2 separate regions of the Rattus norvegicus genome follow, and region 2 is linked to region 1. The links are chromatin contacts, called in public Hi-C maps. All regions are on one chromosome and are shown on one strand. The core of a region is the stretch at or near the end of the contact, and the rest is flanking DNA. Distances in the headings are between cores, read along the strand shown. Region 1 holds the start of Tshz3 (teashirt zinc finger homeobox 3). Region 2 has its middle 110 kb from the start of Rpl27al3.

Region 1 (5,010 bases), core at 680-3,179:
ACCTGAGATTTCCTGGCTGGCTTAAAAGTGCAAAAAGGTTAGTGAACAGGTTGCTTTAAAAAAAAAAAATCAGACCAACAGCACATTTGAGAAAACTGTCCTGTGGGCTGGGTGGAGCAGTGGGGAAGAGCTACAGAGTTCAAGACCAAATGCAAGGATGTGGTCACATATGTTTCATTGGATGGAGGCACAGATACCTTAAAAAACGTGTACCCGAAAAAGAAAGAAAGTAAGGAGAAAAAAAAAAAATCCCAGACTGGAAGAAGCCCAAGACATTCCTACTAACCAACTTTGTAAAGGATGCCTCCAAAGTCTTAGAGTTTATTTCGGGTAGATCAGCTCACTGCAAAAGCTTGGAATTTAAAGGAGGAGATGGGATGAGCAGGCAGCATCAGGGAAGAGGTGAGCTCTCTGTAGGGATCTTCGAACTTTCTAAATTTGGGTAACACTGAGTGCAGAAGGAAAACATGCCTTCCTTCTATGCACCAAACCAAGTTAAATCCCCCACCCCACCCCAAGGTTTCTTCACAACACCGTCAGACCAATACCCTTGTGGGAGAAGTACCTTATGGTCCCTTCTCTGTGACTCTGGTAAAGAGGCCAGAGAGCAGCTGAGGTGGGAGCCCCGCTAGTCTGAAGGTAATTGCCACCACCAGCAACCTGCAGAGCACCACCACTAGCCTGTATACCACCAGCACGTGGAACATTACCTCGGTGACCCTTCCTTCTTCCCTCAGCCCTCCCCTCTTTTTTCAAAAGGGAAGTGAAAAGAAAGAAGATTAAAGAAAAGGATTCCTAAGTAACCCTCCCCTTCGGGCAGCATCTGAGCCTCTGCACGTCTTGAGTGTTATTCATATCAAAATACATCACGTCCATATGTGGTCCTCTCTCGGCAAGCCGCCCCAAATCCCTGAAGTTGCACTGACAGGGCCCTCCTGACGTCACGGAGCTTGGCCTCACTATTGCAAGTGATTTATTGATGTTTATTGGGAATGAATAGATCAAAGGCACAGGCATGACGGGCGATCAATCAGTCATCAAATCAAGGGTGGCAACCCGCCAGAAACCCTTCTTCCAGCCAACGTGCCCCCAACCGACATTATTGCAAAATAATGTTCTGTGTGTGGGTTTTGTTTTGTTTTCAATGATTCTCTTTTCCAGAAAAAAAAAAAAATCAGCTCAGTCCTAACAGGAGTTGACGTTCCTGGCAGAAAAAGAGAGGGAGGGGGGAGTACTCAGATATGTCCCAGAACTAAGTGCTAGAAAAGGGTAGGGAGCAGCAGCGGAAAGAGAGGGAGGGGGGTAAGAAGACATTCACGAATGAAGGAAATGTCAGCATCCAACACTGACCTGACAGTCATCTGACAATACACAGACCCAGTGCACTCTGGTTTCCACCGCTGTACCCGGTTTGGGCCCAATAAATGAAGAATCAATCGAATTAGCAGTAAGGTGGCCAGAGGGATCCGGTAGCTCACGCTCGCTCGCTCTGGTCCCGGTAGGCACCGGGTACTGCCCGGGACAACGCGAAAGGTGTCCCAGAGAACTCAGGTGACCCCGCCCGCCCCCCACCGAAAGGCACCGGTTGGAGAGCGCTTCTCCGCTGCAGCCGGATCGGCAGAGGCGGGGACCCAAGCCAGCTCAGTCGTCCCCGGGAGGGTGTGCGAGCCGGTCGAGCGGAGAACATAGCGGGGCAACCGGGGGGCGCGCTCACCCGGGCAGGAGAGCCGCGAGCCAGCCGGGCTCCCGGAGTTACTCTGCGCCCGCAGAGACAGACAGAAAAAGAGAGAGAGGCGAGGAGTGCGGCGAGCAGCGCGGGGGCCGGCGGCCCAGAGGCGCGGCGGGAGCAGAGGAAGAGGAGGAGGACCGGAGGAGGAAGGGGAAGCCGCTCGTACCTGCTGCGCGCCGGGGCGCCTGCTGCTTCCTCCTCGGCATGATGCTTCTCCCGCGACTGCCACCGCCGCCGCCGCCGCCGCCGCCGCCGCTGCCGGGCTGAGCCGAGGGAGGGAGGGGCGGCGGGGGGGGGCGAGGCGGGCCTGCTCGCAGCCTCCCCCCCGGAGAGCGGCCGCCCGCAGGATGCTGCTGCGCCCCGGCTCTCCGCGTCCCCCCCTCGCTGCGCTCCGCCGCGATCCCCGAACGTGCGGAGGGAAGGAGGGCGGGCAAGGGAGGCGCGGGGAAGGAGGAGCGCGAGGGGGAGGAGGAGGCAGAGGAGGAGGAGGAGGAGAAGGAGGAGGAGGAGGAGGACCGCGCTGCCGGCGGAATGGGAAGTTTGACAAATCGCTCCAGAGGCCTGAGGAGGAGGGGGCGGGGAGGAGCGGTCGCCCTGCCCCCCCCCCGCCCCGTCCCCAGACGAGGTGCGCGGGGTTCGGGGCTGGGGGGCGGGGAGTGAAGGAGGAGAAGGCGGGCAGAAAGATGAGAGGAGGAGCCCCGGAGCGACCCCGGCCGGTCCTGCCCCGCTTCCCGCCCCCAGGCAGGGAGGTCAAGGCATCCGGGGGTGGAGGGGGGGGGCGCAGCCGCCGCCGCCGCGGCCCGGGGCTCAGCGGTCCAGTCTTCTGCCCACGGCGCGGCTGGAGCGGCGGCGTCGGCAACAGGCAAGCTTAAAGGAAAAGGAGATGATCGTGTCACTCGCCTGCCCGCGGAGGCGCCCCCAGCCTGGGTCCTGGCCCTGGCCCGGACGCCTGCCCAGGGCCCTCCGCCCAAGTCCAGACACCCGGAGCTAGCCCTCAGTCTCTGCCCCGAGCGTTCTCGCCGGGACGCGGGGTCCGCCCTTCGGAGCCTGTCCCGGGGCGCCCACAGCCCCCGCCCATCTCTCTTCCCCACCCCGGCTCAACCCCGGGCCGCTCCCCGCTGCCCCTCCCGGCCCGCACTCCTCTCAACCCACCGCGTGCAAAGCCCCAGAGCGCTCCACAACTCGGGATGGTACCCCTTCAAAGATGCCAGGGCCCCGGGGGTGCCTTGGGGAGAAGATATGCGGGTTGCCGTGGGTGTGGGCCCTGGGGTTCCTCTCCTGGGACCCACCGTGGCTATCTCCTTCCGTCCTCCCACCCCCCCGCCACAAACTTTCCCAGGTTTGTTTCGGGGGTAAGCGTGGGAGGGGTCACCTCCAAGTTTCCTTTACTGACTTTGGGACGATCACCGTCTCAGCACCCGGCGTCTCGCCCCCTTGGGCTCCTGGCCGCGCCCCCCACCCACGGCGTCGGAGGTTTCTAAGGCGGGAACGGGGGAGGGAGAAGAAACTCCGGCTCCCCTACCCATCCCCCGCCGGGGTGCGCCCAGGACTGGGGAGGTTGCCCCAGATGCTCCTGGCTTAGGGGCAGTTGTGGACGAAAGGGATTGATTATTGATTGGGTGATTGGGGTCGCAGAGGTTCCGGGCAGACTTGGCCGATGTGCCCCGTGAAGGAGGCGGCTGGAAGGCTGTGGTGGCGACCGGGCGACGTGGGCTCACTTACTCTGGTGGTGAGGGCGCGGGTGGGCTGGAATTCAAGCGGGCGACCCTCGAGCGGTGGCGGCGGAGCGCCAGCCAGAGCTTGAGAGGCGCGGGCGGCGGCGCATCGATGCGCTGCGGGCTCGATTGCGTCTCCCTGGGCCAGCTCTTAGGCCGGGAATGGGGCGGCCGCGGCGCAGCGGGCTCCCGGCGTCCGTGGCTGGGGTGGCCTCTGGGCCCCCGGCTCCGGGAGCAGCACTGTATTTCGGCGCGCCGGCTGGGGCCCTAGCACCCACGCGAGCCCCGAGGCCCACAGTCTACCCGAGGGCCAGTGCCCTGCGCCCCAGGACTAGCCGCCTGAGCGCACTGGGAGCTGCAAACCCTGGCCTTCCTTTCTTGCTGCTGCTTTTTTCTTCTTCTTCCTCTTATTTTAAACTTATTCTTCTCTTCCCTCTTCTTCAGCCCTCTCTCTTTTTCATGCTTTCTTTGTGGTTGGTTTTTCAAGTTTGTTTTAAAAGTTCACAGCGTGCTTTCTTTTTCTTGTAGACCAGGAGACCAAGATCTCACCCTACCGGTAAGATCAAAAGTCTCCGCTCGCCCCCGGCCGGCTGGCTTGGGCTGGGTCCAGACGCCTCCCTGAATGCAGATGTGTAGCTGCTGTCCTCCCGGGCTATAAAGCCGGCTCCAGTGCCCAGGCGCTCGGGAGTTGAATTAACCCGGCGTGGATCCCGGGCGGAGCCGAGAGCCAGAGGCAGGTTGCGGCTGAGCTCCAGTGCTGCATGTGTGTGTCGCGTACTCGTGGGTGGGTGCGCCTGGGGTGCTTGGTGCCTGCGGCCGCAGAGGCCGAAACGGCGTCTCGTCCAGGCCGGGGAGACGCGGGCTCCGGCGCTTAAAGCTTCTTTCCAGCGAGGAATCGGTGAGTCGGTTGGCCTCGCCGTTGGCCTCACAGTTCAGGTGACCACGGCACCCCTCTGACCTGGAGGAGGGTCGTTGTCCCTGGAGGCCAGACCCAGAAGGTCCGGGGCTCACATTCAAAGCGCGGAGAGCGCATTTAGGCACGCCGGCGGCGGCGACGTGCTCACAGCCTTGGGCACCGCGCACGGGGAGTTCGCCCAAAGGATGCTTCCCTCTCCCTTTGCTTCCTTTTGGTGCTCTCTCAACCTTCGTTCCCTCGCTACCCACCTCCACCCCTCATACCCTCGTGCAGTGGCTCAAGCACCGGTCCCCTATCGCCTGTCGGCACCCCTGCTCACCAGTGCCTAGCCCTCCCTGCTCAGGCGCCGCGCACTGTGTGATCCGCCCTAACATCTGTCCGTCCAACCATTGGCGCATCCATCAGTGTCAATGGGCTGCACATTGCAGCGACAGCCTGTCACGCACAACACGGGCTGTACGGAGTGCACACTGCGACCACACTTCCTTGCCCGGTGGGGCACTCAAACAGACTCGGCCGTTTTGGCACTGCCTGGATTCCTATTTCCGCTGAGTTCTTTTAGCTACATGCACCCATTCACCCTTAATTTGGGGGACCACAACATGTGCACAGCTTTTCAGGTCGTTGTACGGATGGAACATTGGAACATC
Region 2 (5,199 bases), core at 683-3,182, 280 kb before region 1:
TCTGCATTCTTAATTAGTCTTCTTTAAACAAAATATCCTTTCATAGGCACTAATAAAGACTAAAGAGTGCTCCTCTCTTGTTCAAATAACTGCCTGCTGTAGTATAAAATTGTGAGAGACGTGCTGCAGCTCAAGTTGCAGGCTCCAACTGGGGAAGAAGAACAAGTCTCACCATAATAAGCAGATTTTAATGATTTACTATAAATCAGCATTTTTGCCCTGTCAGTGAGATTGAAGAGGCAGACAGCTCCTCACATGTCTGCCGAGCAAACGTCTTCCTGATGAATCATGTGCCCTGAATCACTGATCATAACACTCAAACGCACATCCAAATAATGAGAGAAACATATACACAGGCTCCGGTGCTCGCTCGAAGGCAACGCCGCCCATCTACGTTTTGTCGGTGCGCGTGGTAGTTAAACCCATACATTGATCCTCCAAGGATTCCAGGGAGGGTAATAGAAGTGTCTATTACCGGGTTAACCACTGATGCCCGAACGTAGACTGATCTGCATAAACGCTCTCTTCCCCCCCCCAACCCCCACCCCCAGACCTTTGATGAGAGTCTAATCTAGTGTTGAGAAGGGAGGGAGAAAAGGCAGGCTGCGATGATGAACAGAAATGCAAAGAAGCCAGCTGCAGAAGCCCATAGAGATTGGGGACTAACTTCTGTTGGGTGAAAAGGCTCATTGGGTTTGGGGGCAACGTTTTCTAATGCGCCCCTTGCTCAGCCCCCTGTTGCTTTACGCTCTATCCTCGTTTCCCCTAAATTGCTGGGCGTCAGATGGATGGAACCCCTCCCTAGAGATAGAAGCATTACCCAAGAATTGAAGTACCCACTTAGCAATTCCTATACGGGGTCAAGTGGGACCCAGGCTTTTTGAATGGATGCTGTGCCCATCTCCGGACCTAAGCCCAGTGCATGCTCAGGATGTATTCGTTGGACTAGATTCCCTCCCGGATTGTAGCTTCACTTCTCCTGATCACTGTCTCCCACGATCTTCCTGAGCTTTGCCTTCCTCTATTAGTATCTCCTCCTGATGCTGTTCGTTTCTTTTTGTCTTCATAGCGCGGTCACCCCTCCTAATGAACTGTGGCTTCCTCATTGCAAGATTGCCTGATTAACTCGTATGAAGCCTTCACAATATATTGCATACAATGTAGGCTTCATCCTCCCTCTTAACACAGTGGGAGAAAGAGAGAATGGGTGGATGGATTAATAGATTGGTGGATCAGAGTATGTTTAGAAAAATAGGTAGATGGGTATGTGTTTAGATGGATGGATTGGTGGGTGGATGGATGGATGGGTGGGTGGGTGAGTGAGTGTTTGGATGGACTGGTGGGTATGAGCTGGTTGTGTGTGTGTGTGTGTGTGTGTGTGTGTGTGTGTGTGTGTAGTTGGATAGATGAGCTTGGATAGATGTATACGTAGATTGGTAGAATATTTAGAGATGGTAAAATTCATGTACTGTTGCTTTCATAGCTCCTTACTCACTTGATGATCCCTACCCAAGACTCCTGCACACTGTCCTTCCCAGACAGAACTAAGAATCCTGAACCCTTTCAACTGCCATCACCAGTACCCAACTCCTTGCTGGTGCTGGGGCAAACCCTTTGCTCGGTTTCTGAGAATGGATGAGGAGACCTCCCTTCTGCCCTGGACTAAGCAGCTGTCATGCTTCTGTTGGGAAAGATTGCTAAAGGAAGCCTTCACGAGCCAGAGAGGGAACGAGGGGACTCCAGAGCGCCCTGAGAGCTTCCCACTGTGTCCTCTATATGCTCCATATTCTAGTTCCACGTTGTAAGTCCCAGTATGCATTGCGGGTCTCCATAGCTTCCCACCTTTGCTACTTGCCTGTGCCTGAAACACCCGCTTCTCCCCTGTCCAAACTCTGTCCACGGAGCTCTTCATCAGTTCCAACACTAGAGGTCATCTGTCCCTTCTCTAGGGGTGGAATAGTAACTAAATACTCCCAGGCTCCTCACTAGCTCAGCCAATTCTTCCTGTGTTTTGTTTTGGCTTTTGTGTGATGGGTTGTTTGGTTGATTTTGTTCGTTTTTTGTTTTCTGTTTGTCTATTGTTGGCAAGGGACAGAGCACGCCGTCCTGGCAGGTCAGAGGGGCGGGGCGGGGGGCGGGGCGGGGGCGGGGGCGGAGGGTTGTTCTTCCGTGTCCATCGAGTTCCTGCAGTATGCCACCTGATGTTCAGAGTATACAATGGTTTAGTCAGAAAAGGTTTCTTCACGGAGACTCTATGGATGTTTGTGAGCCATGTCGCCACACATGGCTCTGTAATTACAGTGACCTCTCCCTGGTAAAAGCTCTGATTACACCGTCTTAAAACTCCTAATAATCTTAAAAAATCAGAGCCTACATTTTTACCTTGTAAAAAAAAAAATCATTGGATGAACTTAGTATCCTTTTTCATTTCATTAAAAACATTTTTTATTGTTATTTATTTTGAAGATCTTAGACTCCAGGATAAGGGAAGGCGGCGACAGAATCAGTTCCAGAAGTGAAACAAGCTGCTTGATACCCTCAGGTGACTGGGAAAGGGCCCAGGCCTTTGCCATTATCTGGGTGTGTGAGCTGTTGGATGTGCTGTGCTGTCCTGCCCTTCCTGAAAAATGATGAGTTTTGGAAATCGGGGTCCTCTTAACTCCTCCCCAGCCAGCAGGAGTCAGAAGGAACACCCTAAGACAGGCACTATCTAGCCACCTCTTGTCCTCCTTGTCCCAACCTCGATTATGATTAAGGCCCTTTCTCCTTTCTGTTTTCGATGCATGCATCTGAGTCTTGCACAACTGACTCTAGAAAGACAACACGGGAGGTTCAGAGCCTCTAGGTGAACTTCAGACAATCACCACCAGGGAGCGTCCCAGCTCCGGGGGACAGTATTAAGGCAGGCCTTCCTTCCTTCCTTCCTTCCTTCCTTCCTTCCTTCCTTCCTTCCTTCCTTCCTTCCCTCCCTCCCTCCCTCCCTCCCAACCCCCCCCCCCAGTTTTGAGATGGGGTTAAAGGGTAGGCCCTGGCTGGCATGTAGCAGGCTAGCCTCAAACCTACAGAGATCCACTTGCTTTTGTTGCCCCCCAAGTGGATCTGCCACCATGCCCAGCTGGCCTTGGAAGCTTTGATGTAGATGCTATGGTTTTGCTGGTCTGAGGACTGGAGATAAGGCACCCTGTGAGCCTTCTCCACACAGGCCTGCAGATCTACTGTCCATTAACAGGCTTGCGTCTGTCTACTGCCTCCTTCCCTTCCTGCATGGGATAAGCTCTTGGACACTCATTTGCAGAAGGCAGCGATTCCTGAAGGTTTCTAGGGGTGCACAGTCTGCAGAGCCCATCCCTGGGGTTCGGTTCCTGCTTAGCACCCACTGAAGTGCTTTGTGGATTTCTCCCACTCTTGAAGAGTCAGTTGGCCACCTTCCACGGAAGACAGAAAACACACTGATCAAGTCATTTAGAAGCGACACACTCATGTGTGGGGGGACAGCTGTCATTGCTTCCAGAGTCCCTTCAGTCATCCATAGGCTCAGTCGTGATCCTTCACCTCCATAACAAGTCCCCAGGTACTACCCAGATACCAGAAACCTAGTGAGACCCAGTACTCAGCAGGTATACAGGAAGGATATTCAGAGGGAGGGAGAGGGACGGGGCAGGGAGTTGCCAGTGGCTATCTCAGCTGGGAGCGCTGTGCAGCTGAAAGGTGATCTCAGTGGCAATGTAATTATCCACCCAGGAGAAGAGGGGTCCCCTCTCATGGGACAGGCATCCATGTGAGGAGAAGGAAAATAAACTCGTTCTAGGTCAATTTAAAGGTTAAACGGAGGTCAGCAAGGGGGAAGCGAGGCATCCTCCTAGCCATAGAAGTCTCTAGGCCACAGACCCAGGTTTTTAACCTTTGGTTCTCACATCCATCTAGAGTATGTGTGTGTGTGTGTGGGGGGGGGGTGATGGTGAAGCAGATAATTGGGCGTTAGTAGGCACACCATCTTAGTAATCTCCGAAAATAAAATGAGAGAGTGATAGCGAATCCGGTGGCAGTTACTTTGGAAAGATAGTAATGTGTAATTCCTAGTTTCTCAGACTGTAACTTGTGCACTTACCACTAATTTCTCCACTGCACCAAATGCAGTGTGTACATTTAGTTTAGAATTTATCATCACCGTTTGTGTATATTATGCCGGCGGCATAATCCATCCTCATGAAGCTAATGTTGAGCATTAGCAAAATGGACTCGTCACCGATCCTGCCAGGCTCTGGCCTCAGATGCACCAGGAGCGGGTTCACCAAGCCACAGGGCTGGGTGTCCACACCCCGCCCTCCCCACACACACCCCACTGAGCAGATGTGGCTTTCTGTCTTGGTTCCTAACTACACGCAGGGTGGGCTGATATCTGCAAGTTGCTGGTGGTGTCCATTGTCTGTGGATGTAAAAATCAATGACCTACATAAGATTTTGATTTTGCTCTGGGAATTGAGAGGGAGGGAGGGATGGATGGACGGAGGGAGGGAGGGAGGAGGGGAGGGAAGGAGGGAGAAAGCCAGAGAGACTGCAGATAGAAAATAATGAAACCGTCATGTTAGAAATATTAGCATATTGGACTCAAAATATATATTTCCTCATTTGTTCCCCTCCCCCTTTGAATAAGAACATATCTAATTTCATGGTCATCTGATTAAAACAGTTAATTGTATTAATGTGCCATTGAGCTGAGAGCAGTGGTCATTTGGAAGTGGACGCTCACCCGGGCGCAGAGAACAAAACCCCATAGTTTCAAGGCTGCTTGGGAGCTGGGAGAACCCGGATCTGCTCTTGAAGCCTCTGCTCAGATTTTCAATCCCTGTTTTTATTTTCTTAAAAGAGAAAGAAGGGGGGAGAAAGCCTCAAACTGCTGATTTCTGCAGAAAAACCTGCAAATGAACTGTTCTATTAGGCACAAACATACCCAAGTCTTTAGAAGCCCTCTCTTCAAAAGCATAATTAGGTATTTATTTCAGACATACTAACATCTTTGCAGTAGCTAATAAGATGCAGCCCATTTGAATATTAATATAATAAATGATTAAATTAAACAGCAAGATTCAGACTCAGAAATAGCCTTTATAGGTCCCAGGGGGTCACTAAAACTGTTTCTATTTCTTTCTACAGTTAACATAGTACAAGGGACGGGAATGCATACGGCAATATTTGTCT

The links. Hi-C and Micro-C count contacts between places; a contact is called where the count stands out from the background.
Region 2: a contact with region 1 is called in a Hi-C map of frontal cortex, with 2.2 times the contacts expected there. The contact joins the enhancer-like site here to the promoter of Tshz3 in region 1. A contact is called at or near these places in 2 of 12 Hi-C or Micro-C datasets (frontal cortex and psoas muscle) and 1 of 1 datasets of contacts at active chromatin or transcription factors (oligodendrocytes).

The regions. Positions count from the first base shown.
Region 1 is chr1:98,522,503-98,527,512 of GRCr8, reverse strand. It overlaps Tshz3 (teashirt zinc finger homeobox 3), which reads right to left and starts at 1,929. Exons shown (of 2, transcript NM_001107506.1): 1 at 1,896-1,929. LOC108349564 (a long non-coding RNA gene) reads left to right here and starts at 2,590. Exons shown (of 2, transcript XR_001835726.2): 1 at 2,590-3,458; 2 at 3,973-5,010.
Region 2 is chr1:98,803,199-98,808,397 of GRCr8, reverse strand. No RefSeq gene overlaps it. Among named protein-coding and RNA genes, the nearest start is that of Rpl27al3, 110 kb to the right of the region's middle. Within about 2 kb of position 1,932, at least 4 of the 93 cell types and tissues checked have an H3K27ac peak or open chromatin away from gene starts, as enhancers often do.